Linked DNA regions of Cricetulus griseus: region 2 is linked to region 1. Evidence: chromatin contacts called from public Hi-C data. All regions are on one chromosome and are shown on one strand. Each heading gives the region's core, a stretch centred on a gene start, on an enhancer-like site or on the middle of the called end of the contact. The rest is flanking DNA. Distances are from core to core; before and after follow the strand shown.

The links. A called contact is a pair of places that touch in the nucleus more often than the background predicts.
Region 2: a Hi-C map of the CHO-K1 cell line shows a contact between it and region 1, with 5 times the contacts expected there. The contact joins the promoter of Rnf217 here to the enhancer-like site in region 1. A contact is called at or near these places in 4 of 8 Hi-C or Micro-C datasets (the CHL-YN cell line, the CHO-K1 cell line and fibroblasts).

The regions. Positions count from the first base shown.
Region 1 is chr2:249,749,106-249,756,366 of CriGri-PICRH-1.0, reverse strand. Rnf217 (probable E3 ubiquitin-protein ligase RNF217) reads left to right here. Exons shown (of 7, transcript XM_027398436.2): 3 at 2,687-2,920. Among named protein-coding and RNA genes, the nearest start is that of Rnf217, 80 kb to the left of the region's middle. Within about 2 kb of position 4,401, at least 2 of the 6 cell types and tissues checked have open chromatin away from gene starts, as enhancers often do. A contact at or near this core is called in the CHO-K1 cell line and fibroblasts, where this site is marked.
Region 2 is chr2:249,831,388-249,838,520 of CriGri-PICRH-1.0, reverse strand. It overlaps Rnf217 (probable E3 ubiquitin-protein ligase RNF217), which reads left to right and starts at 5,861. Exons shown (of 7, transcript XM_027398436.2): 1 at 5,861-6,514; 2 at 6,550-7,133. The coding sequence starts at 6,057.

The DNA.
Region 1 (7,261 bases), core at 3,152-5,651:
ACTGTTCCAGATAGCTATAAACATACTGCATCCACCATTACCACTTATTTGGTTAAAATTTGAAATACAAAAGTAGAGGAAGGGTAAATTCAAGCATCAATCTGGGAAAAGGTCATCTGGGCTCTTAAGCACAAAAGTGGGCTGCTCCCCAATAAACGAGAGAAATTGTGCCTCCCTGTGCTACGAACTGAGTACTTGCCTGTTTCTGTAGGAAAAAAAGTTCAGGGTCCTCAGATATCATAATGCCCTGCCTTTGTGCTCTGATCCAAGTTCATGTTTACAGCCTCTTCTGCACTCAGACATTGGGGTCCAATCTTATTTTTCAATCCCATTTTAAGGGTGTAATTCACATGAATGTTTGCTGTGTAAATCAATACAGTAGGGGTGACTAAAGCGCGGCACTCCTGCACTAGAGAGCTCTGCATTTGCCCCCAGGCCTTTTTCTGTGTTGGTTCATTTGACCTCGTGGAGCAGCTTCATCCTTATTGGCTGAGTCCCATTGATCTTAAGCTGCCACTCAGCCTCACTCAGTCTAAGAAGCTTAGTCTGACCCTCCCAGGTCTGAAGTGACCAAGCTTCCCCATCTTTTGGTGACACCGTGCACCACCCTGTCAGACTGACACTGTCATCACTCTGGGTCCCGACTGTGACTGCCTCATTCCTGATAGGTACCTGCCTAGCTTCAGCACTTAACTTGGTGCCCTGTTCTGAGCAGGGCTTCATAGATATCAACAGACCATTAAAAGAAGGAACATCTTATCATTTTTAAACATTTTTTAAAGATTTTATTTATTTATTATGTATACAACATTCTGCCTCCATGGATGCCCGTGTGCCAGAAGAGAGCACCAGATCTCATTACAGATGGTTGTGAACCACCATGTGGTTGCTGGGAATTGAACTCATGACCTCTAGAAGAGCAGCCAGTTCTCTTAACCTCTGAGCCATCTCTCCAGCCCCCCATTTTTAAACATTTTCATAAACCCAAACAAACTCTTACTCTTCCGTGGTTATTTTTGTCTCTATGAAAAGTTTATAAGGACCTCTTTCCTGAGGTGTAACTTAAATATATGTACATTAATTTAACAAGAAGACCACAGAGCTAGATTGGGAGAGAAGGATACTACCTTTAGCATTTGAAATGGGAACTAGATGCCACACACAATAAACATGACAGAAAATGATTAAAACAGAAAATTCTAACACAACTCATTTTTAAGAGATGGAGAAACTTGAATAAAGAGGGACTAGGATATTTTCCAAAGTAACCACAGCACTGTAATCTCCTTGCCCCCAACCCCACAATGTGACAAAGGGCGGCATTGGAAACTCACATGACAATTACAACTCTCTGATTTTGCCATGCTACTCTGACATTCTGAGAAATCTAACCCTAATCCACCCACAAGAGAAAAGAGCACAGGAAGAGTGAGGTGGAAATGGGAAAAAGTCACATGGTCTGGAGAAGAGAAAAAACATGCCAGAAAGAGCAACTAAAACTAAAGAATCTTAAACTCACTTTCAACTTTGCTGTTCATCAGATACAAACTTGAGGGTGGGGGGATGGGTAAGAAGTGAAAAGTGGAAGGAAGCTGGGAGGACATGGTAATGCCAGGAAAAGCCATGAGCTAACCTGATAATAATGTAGAAGAATCTGGCTGGCTTTAAATAAATACCCTTGCCAGCATATTAGTATACTGTTAAAATATAAATCACCCTATAATTTTCTATTAAAGTTGTAGAAAATGTGTCACAAACAGGTTTATTTTCTAAGTATCTTCATAATATTCATTTAAGTATGCTCCTAGTTACAACCAGATTTTACCATTGTACTTACTGTGTCTTAACACCACCAATGTATTTTTAGCTGTTTCATATTTATTCTTTTGGTGTATTGTAGGGAAGGGGACTTACTTGTGCCAAAGTGTGCACATGGAATCAGAGGACAACTTCTGGAAGTTGATCCCCTTCTACTGTGTGGGTCTGGGGGATTGAACTCACAACTCAACCTGAGTGACAAGCACCTATGCCTGCTGAGCCATCTCAGCAACCCAGGCTTCTCTTGTTTTTCTTTTCTTACTTCTAAGATTGTGATAACATCAGAGCTGTTTATGTGCTTGTAAGGGAAGGGCCAAAGAAAACATTAATTTTGGGTTATTATTTTTATAAACTAATAGCTATTAAACATAAACACTTCATAAGATTTCTCTTTTTAAAGATGTGCCCAAAGCATAGTGCTGAAACAGTGCAGTGAGGTTGAGATCTCTGAAATGCCTTTGGTTGTCGGATCCCAGGATGCTGACTCATCTGACGACTTACAGCTGGCTTGCTGCCTGTATGCTCTCTCACCCTGCAGTTTCCAATATATATATATATATATATATATATATATATATATATATATATATATATATGAATGAGATGGTCATTTGCGTCTTTAATATGCCTGTGGATCATCAAATAAGTTCACAAACATAATTGTCAGAGAGCCCTTAAGCATCCTACAGATCACAGTTTTTGGTACTCAATGTAGGTTTGAAAATGACTAACTCCTTATGCTATCTGGAAAGAGAGCTGAAAACCTTGTCTTGAAAGCAATCGATAATTAATGCTGTATGCAAAAACAAGCAACAAACAACCTCAATAAACAGTGGTCTTTTTCTTTTCCTTCTGTCCTTTCACAAAGGTACAACTTGGCCAAGTAGAAATCAAATGCCCCATCACAGAGTGTTTTGAATTTCTGGAGGAAACTACTGTCGTCTACAACTTGACTCATGAAGACTCCATCAAGTATAAGTACTTCTTGGAACTTGGCCGAATTGACTCCAGCACCAAGCCGTGTCCTCAGTGCAAACACTTCACAACCTTTAAGAAAAAAGGACATATCCCTACTCCTTCCAGATCAGAAAGCAGATACAAAGTAAGCATGCTTTCCTGAGCAGTAGGTTAAAGGTCACAGGATGGGAGCAGCCACGATAGGCCTACTAGTGGTGGGTGTGGCCTGGGCTTCCTTCTATTCCTTAATCCAGAGCCCCAGGTAAGCAGACTTTGCTGGTGATTCTAACATGTGGTCTGGGGAGACCAATGCGAAGAGATCTCCCTGGAGGATTTAACTGAAGTTTTCTCTTTGACCTTAATCATGTTGAAATTTTTTTTAATGACCTAATGGAAGGGTAAGCTTTAGAGTCACAGTCATAACTGTTACTAAGTGCTAAGTAAATAGTTGTCCCCACCCCATTTTTAAATAATGAGCTTGACTTCTTCATTGGTCTTAATTTTTATTTCTTCATCCTTTGTTTATTATAAGCAAAAGTTGTATAAAATATCACTCATTCACTATTTGCCAACTACAGAATGTTTGGCATTTACTCCCATCAGGTAACAAACAAATGTGACACTGTCCCTGCCTCAAAAGTCTCATTAGGGTGTGTTGGCCAATTTTCTGTTACTGTAACAAAAATCAACTTATAGAGAGAAAAGGTTTGTTTTATCTATTGATCAGCTGGAGACATTTTAGTCTAGGGAACTTTAGTCTGATTCATTTGGGCCTATGTAGAAGAACCAGCTGAGCAAAACACTCATCTTGTAGTTGTACAGCAAAGGGGGGTGGGGCATTGGAGTTTCAATTTCCCTTCAAAGGGCATAGCCTCAGTGATCTGAAGGCTTGCCATTAGGCCTTGCCTCCTAAAACTCAACCATCTCTCACTAGTCCCCCCCTAGGAACAAGCATTTATTTACCATCTAGACATCTGGGGGTGGTGCTTAAGATGCAATCTGTTGTAGAAGGGACATATGTAATAAGAGTATGTAAGTGAGTGCTTGGGTAGGCACTAGCTAGGATGGTAAGAACGGCTTCCTGGAGAAGGAATTGTTCTGGCTGACACAGAGGAAAGCATGGTAGAGAAAGCATGAGTCAATGTTTAGGCCCCAAGGCTGAGGCCGGGTGTGTTGGGAACAGGTGGGGAAAGAAGGGAGAGGCATCTGGGAAGATGTGTAAGTGCAGGCCAGGCTGAGTCTTGTACCGTGGGGTCACAAGTTGGAATTTAATTCTGTGGGCGTCAGAGAGAAATCAGACTGGCAGAGTACAGAGGCTGCCACAGAGGACAAGACCAGGAATAGGAACCATAGGCTGAGCTGTGAGATGCAGCCTAGAGAGCTGTTGAGATACAAGAGTGCAGCAGCCCTGCCCAGAACAATCATCTTGCAATATGTTGCACCTCAGTAGGAGTCTGGCCTGGAGCAGAGTAGAGAACTTCCAGCATGAGGCCATGAGGCTGCTGAATGGTACCCTCTTTCACCATCACAGCCGCTCCATTTAGGGGCTGTTCCTGCCCTGTGCTGTGTCTTGGAAACAATGGCTACTCCATTATTCATCCCGTAGCCTTAAGGAGACTGTGGTTTATCTAGAATTTTCCTTTCCTCCACTGTGCCAGTGGGGAGCTAGAGTCCTGCTTAGTTAGTCAGTCTCTTCATGACTAATTGGCCTCAAGGCTGCCCAACACTCATAGCTATAGTTTTTGTTTTGTTTTGTTTTTTTGTGGTGTTGGGTACTCCTGTCTCTTTAACGCATAACTGTCCAGAAAAGTCTTTTGTTAAAGCTAGCCATCTTGAGATGATGAAATTGTGTAACTGCAACAATGACCTACAGAGACCTTGAATCTTAATAGACTTTTTTAATTTTATGCTTTGTAGTCTTAGGTTATTTTGAGGAACTACTCCACTTGTATTTTATTAATGTTATCAAGAGATGTTTAGTTGTAGACTTGTCTTTCCCTAACTGAGAATATTTTATTTTTTTCTCAATTATTTTTAGAATTAGATATATGTATAAAATGAGACTACTCAGTTTTGAAATTTGTGGTAATGAAAACATGAATGCATAGTTGCATCAAAGTGAAAGTGATTTGAGTAATTTAAACAGTAATGTTATTACTAAATGTGCAACAAGTTCTGTAATTTAAGGTACAATTACTGTAAGAATAAAATATTATGTCTTGTTTCATCAAAGCCATGTTAAGATAAACATAATTTATCATCTTGTGTATATATTCAGCTGTGTGTGGTTTTGAGTGAAGAAAAGGTATTTGGATAATATATCCCAGTGATGGGCATCTCCCAGTGTCTGTCAGCTGAGTTGTAGTTAAGCAAAGGAACAGGGGGCAAGTGGACCAAGAGAATAAAGTTGCTTTGAGGAGGGCAGAAATTTAGTAGAAAGTAAATGTTGCTCAGGATGAAGTAGTTTAAATTGTCAGGGTTTGAGACAGGATGGAAAGCCAGGTATATGTCAGCCAGCTTTGTATCACTGTGACAAAATGCCTGAGATACTCATTTTACAAGGAGGAAGATTGCCCTCTGGTTTGAGTGCATGACTGACTGGCTATCCTCATTGTCTTGGAGTCTGGTGAGTAGCAGCAACATGTAGAATGGCAGAGGAAGGAAAAAGAAGAGGTGGGTCTGGGTCTCACTATTTCTTCAGGGACATCCCCACAATGACCCAACTTCATCCCCTCAACCCCACCGCCTAAAGGCCCACAATGACCCAACTTCATCCCCTCAACCCCACCGCCTAAAGGTCTCCATCAACCAGAAGCACAGTAGGTAGCAGCTTCACCAGCATTCATGGACTATTAGGACATTTCAGATCCAAACTGCAGCACAACTCAAAGCAGAGCTACTTTGCAGATTTCAACAGCAGCCAGGCTGCCATCAAACGTGGATATGATCATGTTTGTTGCCCCTGTTTATTCTCCAACAGCCAAGAGACATATAATCTCCCTGTTCTATGCTGCCCATAGTGTGAGGCATGATTCCAGTAATTCCTGAAGCAGTGCTTCTTACTACTTTAGCATAATGTTCACATAGCATCACTAAATTCCAAGCTGTGCCTTAGCACTACCTGATTTGCATGCTCAAAAGTATCTCGATACTGAGATAAGGAGGACTTTGGCATGGTCATTCCAGAAAGTCCCATGGCATACATGTTTGCAGGGTAGCATTGTAAATTGACACTAAGGTCTTGATACTTGAGGTGAGCAAGTAGACTTTTTTTTCTTCTTCCTCTTCATTTTGATGTATTTCAATCATCTATCCCAATAACCAACTCCACTTCCAATTTGATATAGTGGAATAAGTTTACAACTAAAAAAGGTTGTCTGTAATCCCTAATGTGTCTGAGTAATTTACTATCTCTTTATGGTGTTATTTATATCCCTAGGCCAGTTTTATACCTATCAACAGGTCCTTTATTGTGTTTATTTATTTTGGGAGTATTGTTCTTGAATTACTGGGTTGTAGTATCTTGTTCTAAGATGTCACTTTGATCATTTATTATGGTTTTGGCTATCAAGTTAGACACACTTAAGACAGCAGGTTAAAAATTGATTTTAAATTTCAGTCATTTTCTAGCTCAGTGAATGTTTTTCACATGAAGCTAAGATCTAAAATGCAGTATCTGAGCCTTTCCTTTGTATAGTTTTTTTTTTTAATATATAAAGACCATTTGTTAAATATTTGTACTAAACAGATGGCAATAGGACAGATAGAAGATACTACCAGTAATCAGAAGTCTGGTGCTCATTTGTCCTTCCAGGACCCCAATTAACAGTTTGTATAATTTGAATAAAGTGCACTGTGTTCGAAACACCATCAAATTCATATCATATTGAATAAGCGCTTTCCTGAGTTGAGAAATTTACACTGAGACAACCTTGTCAAATCAGTTTTACTTTCTTCCTTCAAAATATTCTCTCCATGAAACTCATGCTATAAGATCAAAAGTTTGTGCAGTTTCTTTTCTATAGGCTGACTGTAATATCTGATTTAAAATGCAATTTCTAGCCTAACTTGTTCCTTTAATGTCTTAATGTCATACTTAATGCCTATCAAGTTGCAAGCAAGTTCACAATGAGAAAATCAATATGTCTTACATGTACTCCCATGAAAACTAGAGACAAATGCATTACCCTCTGCTGAAAGGTCTTCTCCATAGAGATTATCATTTTCAATTTTATGGTACATTTATGTGGTTGTTTGGTTAGAGCCTCGCCTTCGAACTGTTCTCTAGAAAGCCGGTCTAGGCTGACTTCGTTCACTGCTGATAAACAGCCATATGACCTTGAAAGAACACTTATGAAATCTACTTGCTAAGGGAACTAATAAAGGAGCAATATGTAGGTAATAATAAATATGTCCTGCAATAGGTGGAGAGAGCTGGGAGTGTGTGAGAAGAGGAGAAACTGGAAAGGTTTCTTTAAAGAGTAAA
Region 2 (7,133 bases), core at 4,612-7,111, 81 kb before region 1:
AACCTAGATTTCTTTTTCTTTTTCTTTTTTTTTCTTTTTCTTTTTTTTTGGTTTTTTGAGACAGGGTTTCTCTGTGTAGCTTTGGAGCCTATCCTGTCACTTGCTCGCTCTGGAGACCAGGCTGGCCTCAAACTCACAGAGATCTGCCTGCCTCTGCCTCCCGAGTGCTGGGATTAAAGGCATGCACCACCAACACCCGGCTAGATTTCTTAATTATCCTACATAGTTTGTAATAATAACTTTTTTAAAAAATTATTTATTAGTTCTAGTTAGGGAAGAAGCTTGTTTCACATGTAAGTCCTTTCTCCCTCTCCCTCTCCTCACCCCCATCCTCCTCCCCCACCCCCAGCCTACCCCCCTCCATCCACCCACCACTCCCCAGGCAGGGTAGGGCCCTCAACGGGGGCTCTGCAAAGTCCACCAAATCTTCCTGTGCTGGTCCTGGGCCCTTCCCCATGTGTCCAGGGCCAGAGTGTAACCCTTCACGTGGGATGGGCTCTCAAAGTCCCTTCTTTCACCAGGGAAAAATACTAATGCACCACCAGAGGCTCCCCGGAGTGCAGAGGCCTCCTTATTGACATCCATGTTCAGGGGTCTGGATCAGTCTTGTCGACAGCATCTGGGGTCGATGTGCTCTCCCTTGTTCAGGCCAACTGTTCCTGTGGGTTTCTCCAACCTGGTACAGACCCCTTCCCTCTTCATTCCTCCCTCTCTTCAACTAAATTCCAGATTTCAGCTCAGTGTATATCTGTGGATGTCTGTCTCTGCTTCCATCAGCCACTGGATGAGGGCTCTAGGATGGCATAAAGAGAAGTCATCAATCTCATTTTAGGGGAAGGGCTTTTAGGTTATCCTCTCCACCATTGCCTGGATTGTCAGATCGTGTCATCCTTGTAAGTCTCTGGAGATCTCCCTGGTTCCAGATCTCTTCTCGGACCTATAGTGGCTCCCTCTGATATGGTATCTCTCATCCTGCTCTCTCTCCTCTAATCTTCCCCCAACTCAATATTTCTGCCCCTCCATTTCCTCTCCTTTACTCCTCTTCTCTTGCTCTTATTGTAGCAGCTCCTTCCCCCCCTACCCTCATGCTCCCAATTAGTTCAGGAGTTCATGCCACTTCCATTCCTGGGGACCATTTATCCCTTAGAGTCCTTCATGTTTCCTAGTTTCTTTGGTGAAGAGGATTATAGGCTGGTAATCCTTTGCTCTATGTCTAAAATTCATATATGAGTGAGTACATACCATGTTTGTCTTTTTGTGACTGGGTTACCTCACTCAGGATGGTTTCTAAACCCAGTTGGGCCATAACTTCTGTTAGATCCTTTGTTTCTTTGTTAAGTTTCTGTCTGGTGGTCCTGTCTAGTGGTGTAAGGGGGGTGTTGAAGTCTCCTACTATAAGTGTGTGTGGTTTTATGTGTGGTTTGAGCTTTAGTAATGTTTCTTTTACAAATGTGGGTGCCTTCGTATTTGGGGCATAGATGTTCAGGATTGAGACTTCATCTTGATGGACTTTTCCTGTGATGAGTATGAAATGCCCTTCTTCATCTCTTTTGATTGCTTTCAGTTTAAAGTCTAATTTGTTAGATATTAGGATTGCTACCCCAGCTTGTTTCTTGAGCCCATTTGATTGAAAAATTTTTTCCCATCCTTTTACTCTGAGGTATCACCTGTCTTTGAAATTGAGGTATGTTTCTTGTAAACAGCAGAAGGATGGATTCTGTCTTCGTATCCATTCTGTTAGCCTATATCTTTTTATGGGTAAGTTAAGACATTTAGGGATATTAATGTCCATTGTTCATTGGTTCTTCTTTGTTTTGGATTTATTGTTGGTGGTGTCATTGCGTGTGGATTTTGCCCTCCTGTTTCTTTTTGTGTTTGGTAAAATTAGATTATCTATTGCCAGTGTTTTTGTGAGGTAATAATAACTTTTAAGGACTAGAAATTTACATTACATCATTAAATGTGCTGCATAGGTACTATACCTCAAATAAGAATAGAAACATATATACATATAATAAAAATAACCTTAAATTTGTGTCAAAATACAAAAATCCATATCAATGTAAACATTTGAGATTAGTAGTTGCTTTTTAGTTTAGATTTAATAATCTAGCCTTTATCCTATCCTTTCTATATCCCTCCCTTTTCTTTTTAGAAAGAGATATTTGAATCTAATCCACTTTGCTTAGCTTTCTCCCTGAGCATGACCAACAACAATTTGTAAACACCCCTCCCCAAATGATAATAAACATCCACAATCTACTGAAAAACCAAAAACCATGAACTCCAAATCTTGGGAATGTGGTGTTGTGTTCTCTAGACTGCTTCCTGTTGTCTGGGGGTGGCAGCATCTCTGAGGACCCTGGGAAATTTGAGATAATGGTCCACACCTGGGAGAGCTTGCTGTGCCATTGGTTTTCTAGTCTCTGTGTAATGGAAAAGTGCAGGACTTATCTGAAGTCCTGGCTGGAGTAGTGTGTGAGACTGAACCATCTCCGCTATCAGCCTTGAAGTTGTTCTGGATACAGAATTTTGAGGAAACTGCATTCTGAGAGGCTGGGCCATCTGGGCTACTCGTCCTCATTGGTGTCTGGTCCTTTTTTTTTTTTTTCTGAAAACACACAAACTTTTAAAGGTAACATATGTGTCTGTATTAATACAAGTATGGGATTGCAATGTGCACACATCAGCTAAAGATGATGATTTGTTTGTTTATTTTATTTGTTTGTTTATTTTACGTTTAAGCAGGTAAAAGGCATCTGTAAACTTTATAAGTCTGTTTGGACTGCATAACCAAACTATAATATAAATCTCTATCCATGTCATATGAAAAGATGACATGTAAGAATAAGTCACGAAGACTCTGCAGCCAACAAGATTTATCATGTCTCATCCAGTCTCAGAGTTTTCCCTTGTAGAGGGGTTTGCATATATAACTCCTGTCTTGTTTTTCTTCATGTCTTTAGCTAAGATTTTCAGGAGGTCTCCCTCAATCATATCTGATCTTCATTAATTTTGAAGAGATCCATAGATTTTTTGTTTCCTGTGGAAACAAAGTCATAACCTCTCCCCCAATACAACATATTTCCTCACTTTCATTCTGAAGTTAAGGCATTTTAAGTATGTCTCTATATCTGTCTGTCTGTCTGTCTGTCTGTCTGTGTGTGAGTGCGTGTGCATGCTGGTTTAATTTAGCAGTTTCCATAATCCAATGTCTCTTGGCAGTTATTGTTTTTCTTAAAGATTTATTTATTATGTATAGTGTTCTGCCTGCATGTATGCCTGTGCACCAGTTGTGAGCCACCATGTAGGTGCTGGGAATTGAACTCAGGACCTCTGGGAAGAGCAGCCAGTTCTCTTAACGTCTGAGCCATCTCTCCAGACCCCAGCTATTAGTTTTTGTTCATTAGAATTAAAAAAAAATTAAAGTCAACAAAGCACCATACAGGATCCAGATACTCTGTGTATTTTCTGTCTTTTCCAGGTTTTTTCCTTTTATATTATTTTATTTTCTCTTTAACTACTTTACTATTTTTAAACTATTAAATTTTTAATAACTGTCTATTTTTCTTGTCTTTCTTTAGCATCTAAGAACATTTTTAAGCATAGTATATCTGTTCAGAGGTTTTCTTAGTCTAGACCTGACTTTCTGCACATTTTTAGTGTGAGCCAAAACCAGCGTCACTGTGGCTCTGCTAACACATGTTGCTTGCTGGAAGCTGGTTGGTGAGAGTCAAGTCTCATGCCTGTGGGCCCCAGCATGGAGCTCCATCTATCTGCTCCAGCCTGGGAAGTTTTGGGGCACACACTGCAACAGGTATTTCTTCCTACTCTCCCAACAGAGTAGTGCTGGCTGCTCATAGCAGGCAGGGCCTTTTAAAGGAGTTGTGCCCTGAGACCTGGGTTGCCAGAAAGCCACCATCTACTCTGAGTTCAGTACTTTTTTTCAGGCCCTATGTGGCTTTCCTTGTTACATGTTGGGCACCATATGTAGCATACATTCATATTGGACTATCTTTGGATACCCAGCTCCCAAATAATGACATGGAGACTTATTATTAATTATGAAAGATTGGCCATTAGCTTAGGCTTGTTCCACAAGCTCTTATAATTTAAATTAACTTATTTATATTAATCTAAGTTCTGCCACATGGCATTACCTATTCTTATACTGCCCATCCTGCTTCCTCTGTGTCTGTCTGGCAACTCTGCCTTTCTTCTTCCCAGAGTTCTCTCTGTCCCTGGAAGTCTTGCCTAACCTCTTCCTGCCTAGCTATTGGGCATTGAGCTATTTATTACACCAACCACAGCAACATGTCTTCACACAGTGTACAGATATCCCACAACATTGCATGTGACTTGTTTTTATACTGTTGGGGTCCTGTGGGTCTCAGACCCAATTCTAGAGGTGCCAGGCCCAGCATTCATTCAAGTGTGAATTTACTGGGAGGAAGGAAGTGGGAATAATATGTTCCTATGATCAAAAATGCCAGAAGCATCTAAGAGGAAGAAGTCATGGTAAGGAAGGGCAATGAGGGTGGGCAGTCTTCAGGAATCCCAGTAGTCATCCATTTACCTGTCTAGGCTTCACTGCTGGCTTTTGAGTACCATTTGATCTTCAAAATAAGAATTCTTCAGCCTGGTGGTGGCACAAGCCTTTAAATCCAGCACTAGGGAGACAGAGGCAGGTGGCTCTCTGTGAGTTAGAGGCCAGCCTGGTCAACAAAGCGAGTTCCAGGACAGCCAGGGCTACACAAAAAGCCCTTCCTCAAAACAAACAAACAAAAAAGAATTCTTCATTCTTTGGGTTAGACTAATGAGTGACAGGGCATTTGGAATGATGCAACTCAACCTGCCCAGGAGTACTGAGTTGCGGTTACACCTGATAGAAATCTATGGCCTTGGTTCCACTGCTTGCTAGTACTGAATTCTTATCACCTTGTAGCATTTGCATCTGCCTTGGAAAATATTTTAGAATAACTCAATAACAACTTCAAGAAAAGAGTCTACACACTTCACAGTTTCTTCTTTTGACATGAATGTGTAAATTAAATTCCCTCCCAAGCTAAAAGAAAAAGGGTTGGTTTCCCAAAAAATGTTTTCATTGGCTTTAGAAAATTAAAACACACCAGTGTTTGGGTGACTAATACTTCCTGTAAAATAAAGATAGAGCAACACATAATTAAGTTCTGGCTCAAATATAATTGTTGTCTTGGAAACAGTTTTGGGTATGAATATGGTTATGTTAATCTCCCCGATTCCTAACAATGATCCAGTTGATTAATTAGGCCAGGCCACTCACTTAAAAGGGTTAAGAAACAAACGAACAGAAAACCCCACAAAGACAGTTTCCTGAGAGAAATGAGGGGAGTAAAAGAAAAAAAAAAGATAAATCTCGGGTTATTTGTTAGCGCTTCTAAACATTCTCGCTGGAGGACTAGGCGACAAGTGCTTTTTGAATTACTTGTGGTTTTCAAAGATCCTGTTGCACTAGGCAGGAAACGGAACGAGGCAGAATACACAACAGTGTGAAGAATCCCTGCCCCTGCTTCTCGGGTGCAACATCCCAGTGTTTTCTCGGTCCCGAGCCCAGTTTGCAGCAGTTTTGTGGGAAGTTCTCCTTAAAGCACAGCCCTAAGGGGAGCCTGCAGGCGCTGGAGGGTTTGGATGGGGCCGAGTGTGAACTCTAGGCGTGAGAGCGCATCTCAGCTTAGCTCACACTCAATCGGCGGTGCGTGCGAGTGTGAGCGCGGGTGCCCGCGCGCGGGTGTACGTGTGGGGAGGTGTGCGCCAAAGGGGTGGGGTGAGGGGGAGGGAGCAGGGCCCTAGGTGAAGCACGAGGGGAGGGGGGTCGCCCGCTCCCGCCGCTCCCCGGGGGGGCACCGGCGGCTGCCTGCGTCTCCGCCACCTCTCGGTGACGCCACTGGGCCCGCGACCCCTCTGCTCGCCGGCCGCGCTCCCCGCCGCGCGGAGACGGATGGCGCGGGACTGACTGTCGCCTCCTCCCCCGGGACTCCTCCGCCCTGCCCGGGGCTCGCGGCACCGCCCCGACCTGCATGCGGGCCGGGTCTCCGCAGCCTGAGGCCCTCGGCGTCCCAGAGGCGGTGCCCTGCCGCGCCAGAGGACGACGGCGACGACGAGAAGGAGGAGGAGGAGGAGGAGGAGGAGCCGGCTGCCCGCGCGCTGCGGCCCGGGAGCACGGGCTCCCCGGAGGGAGCTTGGGGCGTCCCGGCCCCGGAGGAGGGACCCGGAAGCAGAAGCGCAGCCGCGAGTGGAGGCGAGCCGCTGCCCGCGCTGCCCGGCGCCGGCTGGGGGTCCCGGCGGCTGGATGGGCGGCGGCGCGGCGCGGGCCGCGGGCGGCGATGGGCGAGGAGCAGAGCACGGTGAGCAGCGGCGGCGGGCCCTGGGAGGCGCGGGTCCCTGCCGGGGGCTCAGCGGGCCAGCCCGAGTCCCCCAGGCCGCGAGGGGACCGCGCCGGGGCTCCCGCGGCGCGCGCGCCTCCGCCTCCGCCTCCGCCGCCGCCGCCTCCTCCTCCTCCTCGGAGGCAAGCAGCGGCGGCTGCGGAAGAGACCCGGGCTGCGTGGACGCGAGCGCCCAGGAACCTGCGAGCAATCGGGCCACGGCAGGGCCGCCCGCGGGGCTGCCACTCCCCGGGCCCCTCGACCCCCAGAGTTTGGAACTGCAGCTGGAGCGCGAGGCCGAGGGAGCGGGGCCACGGGAGGCGACCCCCGGTCAGCAGCCCCCCGACGGGCTGCTTCTGGACGTGCTGGCCCAGCGACACCCGCCCCCTGCCAAGCCGCAAGTCTTGTGCTCGGTGTACTGCGTGGAGAGCGACCTGCCCGAGGCCCCCACCGCCGAGTCATTGTCGCCGCCAGAGTCCCCACCTCGAGCACCGCCGGGGCCGATTCCCGCCAGCCCGCCACCCTCCTTCCCCAGCTCTCCCTTGTCGCTCCCGGCGGACCCCCTCTCCCTGGACGGCGGCAGCATCGAGCTGGAGTTCTACCTGGCTCCGGAGCCCTTCTCCGTGCCTGGCCTATTAGGAGCTCCACCCTACTCGGGCCTGGGCGGGGTGGGGGACCCCTACGCGCCCCTCATGGTGCTGATGTGCCGGGTGTGCCTGGAAGACAAGCCCA